Regions from separate parts of the Mus musculus genome. Here region 1 is linked to region 2. A link is a contact called in public HiChIP or PLAC-seq data. All regions are on one chromosome and are shown on one strand. The core of a region is the stretch at or near the end of the contact, and the rest is flanking DNA. Distances in the headings are between cores, read along the strand shown.

Evidence for each region. HiChIP or PLAC-seq counts read pairs in DNA pulled down with a chosen protein or histone mark.
Region 1: an HNF4G HiChIP or PLAC-seq map of pancreatic cancer cells shows a contact between it and region 2. The contact joins two enhancer-like sites. A contact is called at or near these places in 2 of 15 datasets of contacts at CTCF or cohesin (large pre-B cells and pro-B cells), 3 of 484 Hi-C or Micro-C datasets (embryonic fibroblasts, muscle stem cells and olfactory sensory neurons), 11 of 115 datasets of contacts at active chromatin or transcription factors (bone marrow-derived macrophages, embryonic midbrain, heart atrium and 7 more) and 1 of 9 other capture datasets (embryonic stem cells).

Annotation. Positions count from the first base shown.
Region 1 is chr4:97,971,653-97,978,985 of GRCm38.p6, reverse strand. All of the region lies in intron 3 of Nfia (nuclear factor I/A), which reads right to left. Among named protein-coding and RNA genes, the nearest start is that of Gm40208, 37 kb to the right of the region's middle. Within about 2 kb of position 4,740, at least 26 of the 459 cell types and tissues checked have an H3K27ac peak or open chromatin away from gene starts, as enhancers often do. A contact at or near this core is called in embryonic fibroblasts, heart atrium, muscle stem cells and 1 more, where this site is marked.
Region 2 is chr4:97,755,507-97,762,693 of GRCm38.p6, reverse strand. It overlaps Gm38709 (a long non-coding RNA gene), which reads left to right. Exons shown (of 5, transcript XR_003955232.1): 4 at 1-6,920. It also overlaps a transcript of Nfia not described here. Among named protein-coding and RNA genes, the nearest start is that of Gm38709, 18 kb to the left of the region's middle. Within about 2 kb of position 4,978, at least 230 of the 459 cell types and tissues checked have an H3K27ac peak or open chromatin away from gene starts, as enhancers often do. A contact at or near this core is called in embryonic fibroblasts, heart atrium, muscle stem cells and 1 more, where this site is marked.

The DNA of each region.
Region 1 (7,333 bases), core at 3,491-5,990, 220 kb before region 2:
CCTCTTGTTTTCCATAGTTTCCTCAAGCTAGAATCTCCTTTAAAAAGGAAGGGCTAACCACTGGGATTTTAGATTAACACAGCTGACGCTTAATTTCGGTCTCTGTCTCTCTGTCTCTGTATGTATGTATGTATGTATGTATGTATGTATGTATGTATGTATGTATGTGTTGTGGTGGTGGTGGGAATCAAACTCAGGACATTACATATACTACACATTTGCTCATATAGCCCCTATGCTTTTGTCAAATAAACACAGCACAGAGATAAAATTGAAAGTTGATGCTCTATCGCCACAGTCTATTTCTAGCAGCAAGAAAGCCTGTTTCTTCTAGGTTCAAATCCTGCAAATGGCATCTGTGCCATTGAGGGTACAAGCTGGTCTCATATCAGTTTCTATGGTGTAACCCGAGATTCTTGGAACATTCACAGCAATGATGGCACTTCTGACTTGGAAGCTGGGGGCTCGTGTTCGACAATAGGATTCCACAAATCTTCCAAGCCCTTTGGATCCTGCTTTAGTCTGAGCTGACCCACTAGGTTCCCATTTCCTGGCTCACCCACCTCTTCCTCGTCCTCTTTCTCCTCCTTCTTTTCTTCTCCTCTTCTTCCTCTTCCTCCTCCTCTTTCTCCTCCTTCTTTTTCTTCTCCTCCTCTTTCTCTTCCCCCTCCTCTTTCTCTTCCTTCCTTTTCTTCTCCTCCTCTTTCTCTTCCTCCTCCTCTTTCTCCTCTTCCTTTTTCTTCTCCTCTTCTTCTTTCTCCTCCTCCTCTTTCTTCTCTTCCTCCTCTTTCTCCTCCCCCTTTTTCTCCTCCCCCTCTTTCTCCTCCTCCTCCTCCTCCTCCTCCTCCTCCTCTGTTTCTACCTTTAGTCCTGCACTAGTCTTCCCTCAGACATCAGCCAGCCCCACTCCATCAATGCCTTCAGGATTTTGTTAAAATATCAACTTCTGAGAGAGACATTGATACCTGATTCTTTTGAACAGAAACCCTAGTCACACTGCTGTTCTTTCTTTTGCAATTTTTCTCTACAGAATTGATCACTACTTGCTCTTTTGTATTTGTGATTTAATCTTCTGTATCAAGCAACTAGAATGTATGTTCTATAAAGGGCAGAGTTTAAGAAAATCCTGTAAAGCTAGAAAGCTATGTGCACAAAACAGGTGTTTAAGGAATGTCTGCTCAAAGTTTCTACCACTTAGAAGCCATTTGGACTGTGTAAGGTGTTTAATCTTTCTGGGCCTCAGTTTCTTCATCAATAAAAGAAATGATTATGAGAGATAAAAGCCAGACACAGCTCATTTAGCTATTCAGTTAATAGTATAAAATATAACCATCAGAATAGGGAAAAATAATTTCAATATCATTAAAAACAAATGAAGAGTGAAGATTTGAACCTTTAAAGGCACTGTAGTTTTATATGCCTTGGAAGGAGCAGGAAAGACATACTTCTTTTGACGAACAGGTTGTTAGAACAAGAGATCTTCCCCTATGCTGAAATCATTTTCCCAAAAGGCAGTATTTTGATGAATTAAAAACAAAGAAATTATAAACATATTGCTTAGTTATACTCCCCAAGTAAAATACATATTGAATAGGAAACATATTGGAAAGTTAAGAATGTTGATGCTTTCCCCCACAATCTCGCAATAAAATGTTTGGGAACAGCTAATAAAACTAATATGCAGCTGGGCTTCCCTGCCCTAAACCGACTTGCACTGATTACAAGACGGGTCACAAGGTCTGCAGGCTTTAGTTTTTGATGCATCCATTATAATTGTTACTATGGGGGAAGACTAAACACAAAAACTCAAACATCCTGTCAAGGACTGCCTTACTCAAGGCACACCACATGTTTTCTTTTCTGTCATTAGTCAAAGGGGGTTTCCATACAAACAAGATTCTTAGAAACAACACTTTCACCCGGCATTGCTGCCGATTCCCACTTAGTCCCTGTCCTGGAGCCTCCCAATTGCTCTCTCTGATGAAATAAATCTGACGCTGTACACTGAAATAATAGCTGTAGCTATAAATTAAGCATTTGGAGAACTCAATGCTCTTCATACTACTGTGCCTAACAGTGTCACATAAGAAATAGCTCACCAATTTGTCGACATCATTATTCCATATGGCCTCTGCTACGAGGAAAGTTTTTTCCTAGGGTATTTATTGAGAGCATATGGGACTGGGTGAGGATTCAGGTGCCGGACCGCACTCCTCTGCCTTACGTGATGAGGGCAAATGAATGCCTCTACTCATTGCATAGGTATACTGCAATTGTCAAACACACACTTCCCCACCTTATCATCATTGTTGTCCTTCCTCCTACATCAAAACCATTTTTTAGTTCTAAGCAGCTATAATGCATCCAAGTTATGCCACGTGTGAGAAAAGTCCTTCCTCAGAGGAATGCTAATGAGACTCAAAGGAAAGAAAGGTCCCCAGGTCAACAGTGGCTGAGAGCCAGCTTCCCAAGCACATGTTAGTACCTTTGGAAAGACCTGGTGAGGATAATGTCTAGGCTTCTGCTCTCCTTCAAGACCCCAAAGCTCAGCTGAGCATCGTTACACATGCCTCTATCTCTGTGAGTTTGAGGTCAGCCAGGTCTACAGGGTAAGTTCCAGAACAGCCAGAGTTACATGGGGAGACCCTGTCTCAAAACAACAACATCAACAACAACAACAAACCAACCAACTAACCAAAAGCTGCCTGCAGATGAAGCTCTGATGTCACTTATTTGGGGGTGGGGGATTAAAACAGTATCCCCCCCCCCACTCTCGAAAGGCTCTGCCTTCTAAATCTCATCTTCTTGTGGACAGTAGGCATCCTCCTCTGATGGAGGGGTCCTCAAGCAACTTGAAGATTCCAGAGGGAATTCTGTAACAGGCTTCAAGCAGTCATGGGACACAGGCCTGTCCGGCCCTGGTAAGAGTCTTTAAGTCTTTACGGAGCACTTGTTGCGAGCAGATGAGGCCAGCACGGATTCAGTTCCTAGGAAGTAGCCCTTCTTAAAGAAGCAGGTGCTGACTTTAAGATCTAGCTCTAAGAAATATTTAGAATCTCTGAAGACTATGGCACCCCCCCAATGAGGCCCATATACCTTTGCTAATTTTATAAGTTACTTGATGGATTAGAAGCAAGATATTTTTGTGATTTGCCCAGGATCACGGGTAGTGAGTTGATCTCATTTGTTTCTGAGTGCCCAGTTTGTAGGCCTCAAGAGAAGCACCCTCACCCAGACTCCTGCATCTACCGCAGAAGCATGGACTGCTCCTATAGCCCTCAGTGTCTTTGTGCCAGAGTCCCATGAGAAATTCGTACTGGAATGGAGTGCCAGCGAAAGCTTCCGTCCCTGATGTACTGGTGTTTATTTTCTCACGGGTAATAGAAGCACATAATTAATCATGTATGTTTCTCTTTTTCCTTTGGCTGCCAGGAAATTCAGAACCAAACGTATAGCTTAATGTAATTAATCATGTACTACATAGCAGAGGTTTTTGTTCCAGCGCCTTCTCTGATTTTACTCATCTACTTAAATTAGTTTGTCAATTTTTGTTTTACCTCGTTTCCCATTTTACTCTACATAGATTTGTGAGCCACTGATCTTTGCAAAAGTGAAGATTGGAGCATATACATATATTTAGAATATGCAAGATATATGTATATACATATATATTGTATGTGTTCTATCTTCTGTGTGTATGTAAGATTGATTAGAAAAGCTATTTTAGTAATACACCTTCATGAGAAAGCACTGGATTGCTCATTATACAAAATAGTCTTAATGGATTCAATGACTCTCTGACAGTATACATTCAGAAATGGTCAAGTTTTAAGGCATTTTCTATTATTCTTATTAATCAATGAGTACTTTTGGAATCTAATTTGTAAATGGCCATGTTCTTAAAACTTTCAGACTTGTGTCAATTTTAAAAAATTACATACGGTTAATTCTTACACATAAGTGATGTAGTATGTTTAAATATCAACTTGTTATCCTCAGAAGAACACAAAATTACAATATAAATCTTATCTATTTTAAGTAGCATGTTTGAATATTAACTTGTTATACTCAGGGGAAACCAAAAGTACAACATAAATTGTATATATTATGGCTATTGTCCACAGTATATAAAATATGGTCTTAAGGATGAATTGTATCTCATCAGTAAGTGGGTTCACAACTGTGGAAATAAAGGTAGGTAGGTAGGTGTGTGCATGTGTGTATGTGCCCACATGCACGTGTGTGTGTGTTGCTGGAGACTGAGCCCAAGACCAAAAACATTTAAGTAAGCACTCTTCCACTGAGCTATATCCGCAGCCTCCCTGCAATGTATGAACTCCTATTCTTAATTCATTTGCTTTTTGCTTCTTCAGACCAGAGGGTTTTGCAGCCTCAGAGACCTGATGTGTACTCTGCTCAGTTTGGAGCTACATGGGAATCCTAAAATGTTTGAAAGCTTTGATCTTAAAAGGACGAGACTCAATATTTTCTTTAAGAGCACTCTTCCTATGAGGCAATACTTAAAGTCTAAGGGGTAAGAGAGATTCTTCGGGGAGGCTCTCGACTTTCTGAGTCCAATAGAACTGCACCATTCTCATAATCCAGGAAGCACAAATGAAGACATTAACCAGCTTACGTTCCAAACTAAGAGGAGGTTAAAAACACAGCTCATAAGAACAGCATGTGTATCTACCGTTCTGCCACCTAAACTTTGAGTCGCTGTACAAACAAGTCTATCTTGAGGAAACAGGCTGAGTAATTTTCCATTTGGACTGTCTGAGATTTCACCAGGCACTTCAGACTTGCATAAGCCTGTGTTGCCAGATATTTTCCTTAAATTCATTATCTACAGTTTTCTCCATTAAGATTTCCCATGAACAAGAATGCTTTTCTGAAAGGCTGGACTTTAAGTGAAAGCTTTTCTTTTAGAGGCACCGAGATTAAATTAAGTAAAAAATTTAAAGAGGTAGTGACTTTTTTTTTTTTGGCAAACATTGGTTAACATTCTTGTCTCATATTTGAAGATAGACTAAGTTTTCAGACATGTGAGTCTTCACAAACATCAAAAGAAAGTTCAAAAGATGGGAAAGGGAGGTAAAAATATGAACCAGTGTGAAGATCAAGACCACTGTCACTGTCACTACAGTGACTTGAGGAAACATTAGACTCTTTAGTTTTTATAGCATCAACAATTGAGAGAGGCTTTAGCAGCTACACTAAGTCAAAAAGAACCACTGCCTGTGAGCTTCTACAAGCTTACTGGCTGCCATGGAGCAAATGCTAAGCAGTGCAGAGTGCTCTGCCATCCTAACAACAGGATGGATAATTACGTCACTTTATTATTACATTTAGTTATACATGTGTCCAGGAGAGCACAGGGGTGCATGGTATGGTGCACTTGTGGAGGTCAGAGGACAACTTTGGCAAACTGGTTCTCTCCTTCCATCTGGTAGGCTCCAGGGATTAAAAATTATCTTCGAGAGATGGCAAAAAGAACCTTCAAGTCAATAATTAAAATTAATTTATTTCAGATGGTACTTAGGTATCAAAATATGTCCATTTGCATGTATGTACATGTATATGCGCATGGTATATGTATGCACACAGGCTCACATGCATGACTGTTCACCTTATTTTTGGAGACACATGCTCTCACCATTCCTGGAGCTCACTAATTTGGTTAGAGCAGCTGTTCAGTAGCTTCCAGAGACTAGAGCGCTGGAGCTACAGTCATGCATCATTAAACCTGTCCTTTAGGTGGGAGCTTGGGGTGCAACCTGAGTTCCCCATGCTTAAGTATGGAATAAGGCATCTCCAAAGCCCCAGCTGTTTCTTCTTCTCTTTTTTTGTAATTATTTATTGTTTTTAAGCACTAGCTATATGCTGGAAACTTTTTTTGGTGTTATTAAATTTAGAATGCTTGACAGCTATGTGATTGGCACCGTTTTTCTGTCTACAACTATGGAAGAGTCACCATGGATTAGAAAAGACAATTTGCTTCCCCAGTATCATAGCTAGATGTGGCTGACCCAGGCATGAAGGCCAGGTTTCAGACTCCTGATCTAAGGCCCTTTCTACCAATGTTGTGACTGAATGACAAGAAGAGGCTATAACTGGGGCACAAATGGGTTCGAGTCCATCCACCTGAGACTAGCTGTGCTGCAAGCAGACACTCAGGAGACAAGACAAAAACATGAGCCCTGTCCTATGGCCGCCATGCCTTCTTAGACTGGGCTTGGTCTCCTCTGCACAACTCATTATCATGAACTTCCAGACCTCAGTGGTGCTATTTTATTAATGTGAAACATGATTCTTTCTCTTGGCTCCTCCACCTCCTTCTAGGTCACTGAACTCTCACTTTTCTGTATCTGAAGTCTGAGCTGAAGCACTTTACCTTCTGCATCCTCAGAGCATCTTGTCTGTCTCCCCTGAATTAGTGTATTTCCCCTGCATTATTATTAGGTCTATATCTGCCCACTGCCTGTGGGGAAAGGATGGCTCTTAAAGACTCAATCTACATCCAAAACAGCTCAGTGGCACCCACGTATGTGTCTTTAATAAAAGATTTATGTAGAGTTAAAAGAAGAAACCCAGGTACTACTACTGCAGCATTTATATCCAAGAAAGGGCTGTTCCCAAAGGAGCTCATGAGCTCTGTGATCAGTCTTCTTTGTGAAAGGATTTTCCAGTCAGCCTATCTCCATTCCATGTAGGTAATGGAGCTATTTTTCTGTTTAGGAACCAGTGGTTTAAGTAATGTAAGCTATGGATCAGTGGTTTGCAATGATGGGGCTGATCGAAAAGCGATCACACTCAGCACTGCTAAGGTTAATGGCATTGCCTCTTATAGAGGAAATATAAAAGTGGAAGACAGGGAAGAGACCAATAAAAACATTTACACACATCTTTAATGGTATGCAGAGTAGAACCCACTTAAATGAATACCAACTAATGAAAACATCTTGAAAAGAGAGTGATTTTTAGAGAAACCTTTTATCTATGGGCTTTATATTTATAGAGCAAGCCTTTTAAATGAATATGGGGTAAAAAAAGAATTAAATTGATAATTGTTGTGATTCATTGTGGTTCACAGAGCTTTCATCAGGCCAGTGAAATAAATGAGCCATTTAACCAAGGAAGGCTGCTCTACCAACTTGCGTCATCGTGTAAGATGGCTAGGGAGTGTCCACAGAAGAAATCATAGAGCAAGAACACTGCCTTTCAAATGGCTTGGCATAGCTACTCTTGTGAGCCTTTATGCGAGCACACTTGAAGACATTTATGAGAAGGTGAGGTGAAAGAACTTGGTACAATCAGCAAAACGTATGAAAAG
Region 2 (7,187 bases), core at 3,729-6,228:
CCTACTTTCATGCCGCTGGGATTATAGGCTTGTGTTGGGTTTATGGGGTTCTGGGGATCAAACCGTAGGCTTTGAAGGTAGATGAGCACTGTACCTAGAGGCTAATCTGAAGCAAAAGATACTTAGTAAACAGCTTGGTTAAAAAATGCTACATTGTCCAAGGTGTCTCTGCACAGTGGTGGGAAAGTTGCCTCTTCTCTTAAAGTGAATACTATTCTGATGAATGGTTGACCTGGCTGGTGGTGAGGTAATGCCTTTAGGTTACTACTGGTTGGTAAAGCAGATATGCCCTTTCAGTCATTACTTCATCAACTAATATTTTAGTACCATTAATACTAGAGCAATTTAGAATAAACTACTCTAATGGGAGACTACTATTCCTTTGTTACATTAAAAATGAAATATTGTTGTGGCTCAATGGTAGATGTCTCTCCAGGCATAAACAAGGCCCTGAGTTCTGTCTATAGTTTGTCTATCCATCTGTCCTCTATCTTTATCCCTGTATACACACACGGACACACACAGACACACACACACATTAAACATTGCAAAAATATGTAATTCATTAAATGGAATTTTCCTTAATTTAGATAGTTTCATTCTAACGTTGTAACTTATTCTTTACTTACTTTTATAGTCTCCTGTTAAAGCCAGGGGTGGTGCTGCTGCCTGTAATCCTAAATACTAATCCAGAAAGATCAAAAATTTGAGGCCAGTGTTGAGAGAGAGAGAGACAGAGAGACAGAGACAGAGAGAGAGAGAGACAGAGATATGAGAGAGAGAGAGAGAGAGAGAGAGAGAGAGAGAGAGAGAGAGAGAGAGAGCATTCCAGCCAGCCAGCGTGGAGTCGATACTCAGTTCCAATCTCAAAAGTAAATAAAGAGATAGCATAGTATATAAAACTACAGAACTAGATAGTGATACTGCCTGCCCCTTTTATATGCTCCATCTCTCTTTACTCTGAAAGTTATAAATATTCTTCATCTACAGAGTTTTGTAACTAGGAAAACAATTAGTGATCCTTGTAGGCCACTGTTTTACCGGGCCAAGAAACAACTTGGTTTTTTCTCTAAAAAATGAGTTATTTTGGAGGAAATACTCCAGGTTTTAGCATTCAGAAGTCCTTGCTGTATTGCAGATATTAGGATTCATCTAATCAGTGAAATGAGGCTGGAAAGGACAGCATTTACCTTCAGAACATTTTGTTATTTGGCATAGCATTTGCTTTGTGTTTACCAAGGAAAGAAAATCAAAAGGGAACGAGGAAAGCCAGTTACAAAGAGGCCTTAGTGTGACCAGCACATTTGCAACGGCTGCTTTGCTGCAAGCCCGAGTAAGACTTGAAAAGTTCAAGTTTTTCATGTGCTTGGTATGTGCATTAACTGTATAGTGAAAAAGGGAGTAGATTTTGATAGAAGCTAAGAGGTGGTGTGTGCTTCTGATTTTAATAATATTCCTATTCATTTGCTAGTCATCCTAGGGTATCTACTATTGACAATTTATCAAAGGCATTTTTACCTTGTTATGAGACAGCCACCATAAACATTTATTTCTCTTATGTATGTGGGTGTTTTGCCTGCATTTGTAGCTGAGCACCATGTGGGCTTCTGGTGCCTAATAGAAGCCAGAAGAGAGTATTGGATCCCTTGGGACTGGAGTTAGAGATGGTCATGAAGCACCATGTGGATACTAGGAATCAAACCCAGGTCCTCTGGAAGACCAGCTAGTACTCTGAACTGCTGAGCCATCTCTCCTGTCCTAGAAACAAAATGTTCTTAGCTGACCCACTGTGGAATCATTTCTACTGGTCCTGACCACTACCAAAATTTACATTCACTATTATTATTATTTTTTTTTTTACAGCAGACAACTATCAAATAAACTCAAGTTTGGAAATGTTTACTGAATGTCCTTGATATGCCAAATGTTACATTAGGGTTTGGGGATTCAGACAGGAATGAAGGCGTGACCTTCATTCGTACAGTAAACAATTTGAGGCAGGTGGTGTTGGGTTATGTTATCAACCACAAGGCTACTAGCAGAGTAACCCTCTCTAGATCATGAACACATATAAATAACATTGCTCCAAATTGTTAGTTACATGCCTCCCCCACTCTTTCTTCATTTCTAATACTTTATTAGTGATACTCTGTTGAAACTCTTACTGAACAATATAGAAAATGTAATGTGTATGTTGTAGAGTATGTTATAATTTTCCTAGCATTCTAAAATGTTTAGCTTCTCAGTAATCAAAGCATATTGTAATATCAAGTGTCATTTAGACTATTGCCTGGGGCTTTTGCAGTTTTTGTAGCTTGTCCAGAATAAAGTTTTTCTTAGTAGATAACATTTACAGAGGTACCTATTGATTCCTAAGCTAGGTGTTTTTAATTGGAGAAGTATTGAAGAGTTTATGAAATTCATTCTCCTTTTCCTTATTTTTTTTTCTTTCAAAGCCAACCAGGACCTATAGTTTTACAGTTGCCTTTATTGATTTGATGTTGTTATGAGAGCATTCTAGTCATTTCAATGTGCTCAAAACTTTTCTTTGATAAATGTCCCTCCATAGCCACAGTTCTATAAGTTGCCTCAGTGTATATGGCAAGTTCAATGGTAGTAGCCTCCTTTCTTTCTCACAGTCAAAGTCTGACATAGGAATTGGAACCTATGTTGAAAATTAGAAAACATTTCACTGGTGGTTAGAACAGTCCCCATAAGATAAATTGGAGGACTTTCTGAGCACAATTTTTTTAAATATTACTTTAAAAATAAAAACAACCGAGAAACACTCTAATTTCCAGGCTAGTGTTTATTAACCTCATGAAACTGTGCACTCATTTTCCCTAACCAAAAGCTTTCAAGTAGCAGTGCACTGTGACTCTTGCTAGACTTGTTCCACAGTAAGAAAGGTTGTTGGGTTTTTTTTTTTGGGGGGGGTGTCTTTTTCTCCTTAAAAACTTTTTTAAAGCTAGATTTTCTGGTTAGCTAGGAACTTCATAGTAGTGAATTGTTTCTACACAGTGTAAAAGCCCTAGGTTTGACTTCATTTCAGGGCAGCGTTTACAAACTGAAGGCTTCTCTGGTGCCTGTGCCTTTTCTTCTTGTGTGTTCTTATTCGATTTTGTGTGTATGGAACACAGAGCTGTAAGTTAGAGTCTATACAGCCTGGAGCCTTGGAATCTGGGACTTTCAGAGAAGACATAATAGAGGTGCAGCTGCCCTGGACCACAGGGCTTTCTTTCTTGAGTGTCTAGATGGATTGCTTTCTGTGATCCTAGATGTTAACTTTGTATGTGTCTCCTCTTATGCCAGAATTAAAATGCCCATGTCTCTCCAGATCACAGAAGCATGGGAATTGTGCACTGCCCATCTATCGTAGGCCATGATCCAAACATAACTGTCTGTTTTAAATGTTAGTAAGTAAAATTGATAGTTATTTCTTTTATTATCATTAGACTCATGTGTATTATTTCCACCATGCTGTTTGTTAGAAAGCTCTATTTTGGTTGTAATGAAGAGATTGCTCTACTGGGCATAGCTTTGTAAAATGATTATTAACACTCTTTATATATTCAGACCTCCCCCCAGCACACGTTCCCGTTCCCTTGTGTATTTGACTTGAGTACCAGTTGAATTGTTTCATTTGCCTTCCCAAGTCCCCTTAAACAGAGGTATTAGCTACCGAGAAATCCAACTGACTTTGTCAAGTAAATGAGAGCCATCAGCTTGGCCTCCTCTTTCCCAGGGTCTCCTCTCACTGTGAGGGAAAACAAGATTTCTAAGCCTCTATACCTATGTGTTGGGGCTGCATGTTAAGGTGGGCCTGGAGAGCCAGTGCCAGAGAGAGTGCTGGGTCAGACAGGCTTCCTCAGTGCAAAGCCGCTCATTTGTAGTCTGCATGGCACTTAAACCCTTTCAAACTACAAACAAACTTCAGGAAAATTCCATCAGTCTAAACAGAGACATGTTGCTTAAGTTGTTATTATACAATCCGTGACATTACTTACACATCTACACATCCACACTACAATTATCTTCCCAATTTGACAAATGACATTGCTCCGGAGGTAGCTTCAGGAAAAGTGGCAGAAACCTCCAGTCAGGACATTAAGGGTAACTCTGCAGGACTGGAAACGTTTTTCTCATGCCTGAAAAATCCACGCAGGTTTTGTCCTGAATCTAAAATAGGGAGTCAAAGCTGTCCCCCAAGTGGTTGGGATCCCACTTTTAAAATGTAAATGATCAGGCTGGGGTGACCCTGTGCTTGGCTGTTGAGAACATCGGGGAATAGTAAGTGAAAGCAGTGTTCTAAATGGATGTGCTTAAGAATTCACAGCCCTCAGGACACAGCTAGTAATTAGTTAATTAGCCCTCTCACTCTTGCTCCACTAAGTGCTGTCCCCAGATCTGGTGAGGAGTTTGCCTCAGCGCGCTTCTCCGCATCTAGTGGTTGTTAAGCAGAAGTCAGACGAAGCCTATTCTGGGCACATTTTTATTTCAAAAGCCAGACAGAAGGATCACTCCTAAAGGGGAAAAAATGGCAACTACTTGCCAGAATAAATCGAATGAGGACAAACGCTCCGCACAAGTGCGGAAGCCCGGTTCTCTCCGCGACTGAGCTGCCAAGAAGGCAGCGAGAGGGGAAGAGGGGCACACCTACTCAGCACGGTCTTTTGGTCTGCAAAGGTTTGGCCTTCCCAGGACTCAGAAGGCCTGGTGGCCATTTTCTTTCTCCTTTTATTTCTTTCTTTAAGGGAGTAAAAGAAAATTAAGACGGAAAAAGTAAATCTCCCTTCCAGTACCGACAACTCGGCTCCTCCCCCAAAAGAAAAAAAAAATTAAAGTGCAGGTACTAAACCCAATCCACATGCATCCTGCAAAGCTCCCGCAGTCAACTGGATTCCCTTTGGCGAGCCATGCTGAAGGAGACGCGATCTGGAAAAATCAATCGCAGCTCACGCCCCGCTCCGCCGCCGCAGTGGCCGGGAGTCAGGGCTGCAGGGCGCTCTGCCGCAGTGCACGTCCGCCGCCGCCGTCCAGCTCCAGTGAATAATGGAAGTATGACTTGGAGACAATAAAGCTGATTTATCACACAAAATAACTCACTGCTGCTTCAGTCCAACCCTCCGTTGTGCCACTTTAAATCACAAGTGCGCGCACCCAGATCCATAGGCGCTCACACATGCACAGTACACGTGTGTGTGTGTGTGTGTGTGTGTGTGTGTGTGTGTGTGTGTGTGTGTGTGTGTGCTCTCGCGCGTGCGCGCCAGGATCAAGTGGAAGGATTCAGCTTTGCATATAGGGGAAAAAAATCGAAAGAACCTGTCACTCCAGTCCAGTACCCTCATCGTTTGCAGCGTGGGCAAGTGACGTATAATGCAAGTTGGCGCAAAATAAGGTCCGAACAAAGCTATCATGTGAGGGGATCCAGCGTTAAGGAACAGTCTGTAAAGACTGGCTCTTCTGTAGGCAGAGTAAGACTTCTCTCTCTCTCTCTCTCTCTCTCTCTCTCTCTTCTTTTCTTTTCTTTTTTTTTTAAGCAGAAAGAAGAAAAAAAGAGTATCATTAACTGAGGTCAGACCTAAAATGATGTTTCTCAGTGCAGTTGAGTGTTGAAGAATGCAATGGAAAGTTCCTGGGTGAACATCTGGTGAAGACATTCTAGGAACACATATGAAATGGAGAAAGCAGTAAGACTTTCTTTTACAGATAATCTGGATACAGAAGGAAGAGGAGGAGGAGGAGGAGGAGGAGGAGGAGGAGGAGGAGGAGGAGGAGGAGGAGGAGGAGTTGTTAAAACTTTGTTTTCAAAGTGTGTTTTAGTCTCAGGGGCATGAGCTTTGTGGGCATAAGACTAACCCAGTGAGCTGAAGCAAAGTCCTGGATGCTGTGTAAGTCTGGGTCTGAACAAGTCTCCCCTTTCCAAGGCCTCTCTTTTCTCTTCTGTAAAAATGCAGAAGGGAAATAATCTTTCTTTGCACAGTGACTTCAGGGCTCCATCTAGGTGGTGAGGTTTATTAAAGAGAGAGGACACATTCTTCAGGTGGTCTCTGTGCAGAAAGGATGGTAGTTAAAGTGTCTAGTGGGTCTCAATTCTTAATGTGGAGAACTAGCTCTGAGTGTGTCTAGCACAGAATGAATGTACTTTGAGAATGCTCATGTCCTATGGCTCTCTGTTTTGAGAAAGACTATCTAGATCATCCAAAAGGATTTGTAGAGTGGAAAATTTCAGTTTTGTTTATTAATAATCTATATATAGGATGTACAGAGTTACTTGGATAATTCAGAGTGTGTAGTGTTTTAGTGGGCAGTACTCTTGTGCCAGGTTGGCTGTTTAGATTGGCCAAATTAATGGGATTAATTACACCCTGCCTACTATTTCAGAAAACAACTTCAGGGAGAGCAGGGTTGCATGCAAGGATTGTTGTTGGATGTAGTGAAGGCTACGGCCAAACCCTTTACTAGTGTTGATGTGTGTTAGTTGAGTAATCCCAGGTAGATTACATAGTTTAGTTTTGCCTCAGTTTCCTGCATTTCTGTAGTAGGGATTTATCTGCAACTAATTCATAGAAGCAGTAGCGATATATCATCAACCAATTCACTGAGGTGCTATAATAAAATGAGTTATCTCATGAAAGTGCTTAGCCCACAAGGCAGGGGTAAGAAACAAGTACATGCATGTTGGAGGTTATTAACACACTACTGTATACATAGAACAAGCAATGGTCAGAATGGCTGGATCTTTGCAGGACCCTTGGGTTTCAAATAAGGCACCTAAGCAGTTAATCTATCTTTTTTTATGATGTCAGCATAAGGTGAGGAGCTCGGCAGTCTTTATTATTTTTAAGAGTAGGCCAGAATATTCCTCAAAAACTCAAATACCATATGAGCTGGAGAGTTTCCTACTTCACCAGATCAAGGTAAATATTCAATATTGACTTTATCTATATGTCCAGGAGATGCTCACTGCCCAGATAGGAGGAAGTCGAGGTTTTCTTGGGAGAGACCTTGCTAAAGCTCCAATTCCTGCTTTTCCTATTGTGATGCTTTCTTTCCTGCACCGCTTGTTACAAGCTTAGGCCCAATCTCTGTCACTGAATTATGAAGCCAAAGCAAACCCAAATCCCTGACGTGCTCCTTTGTGCCATTATTGGTTTAAAGGAAAAGAGGAAAGCCTGAATTTCTCT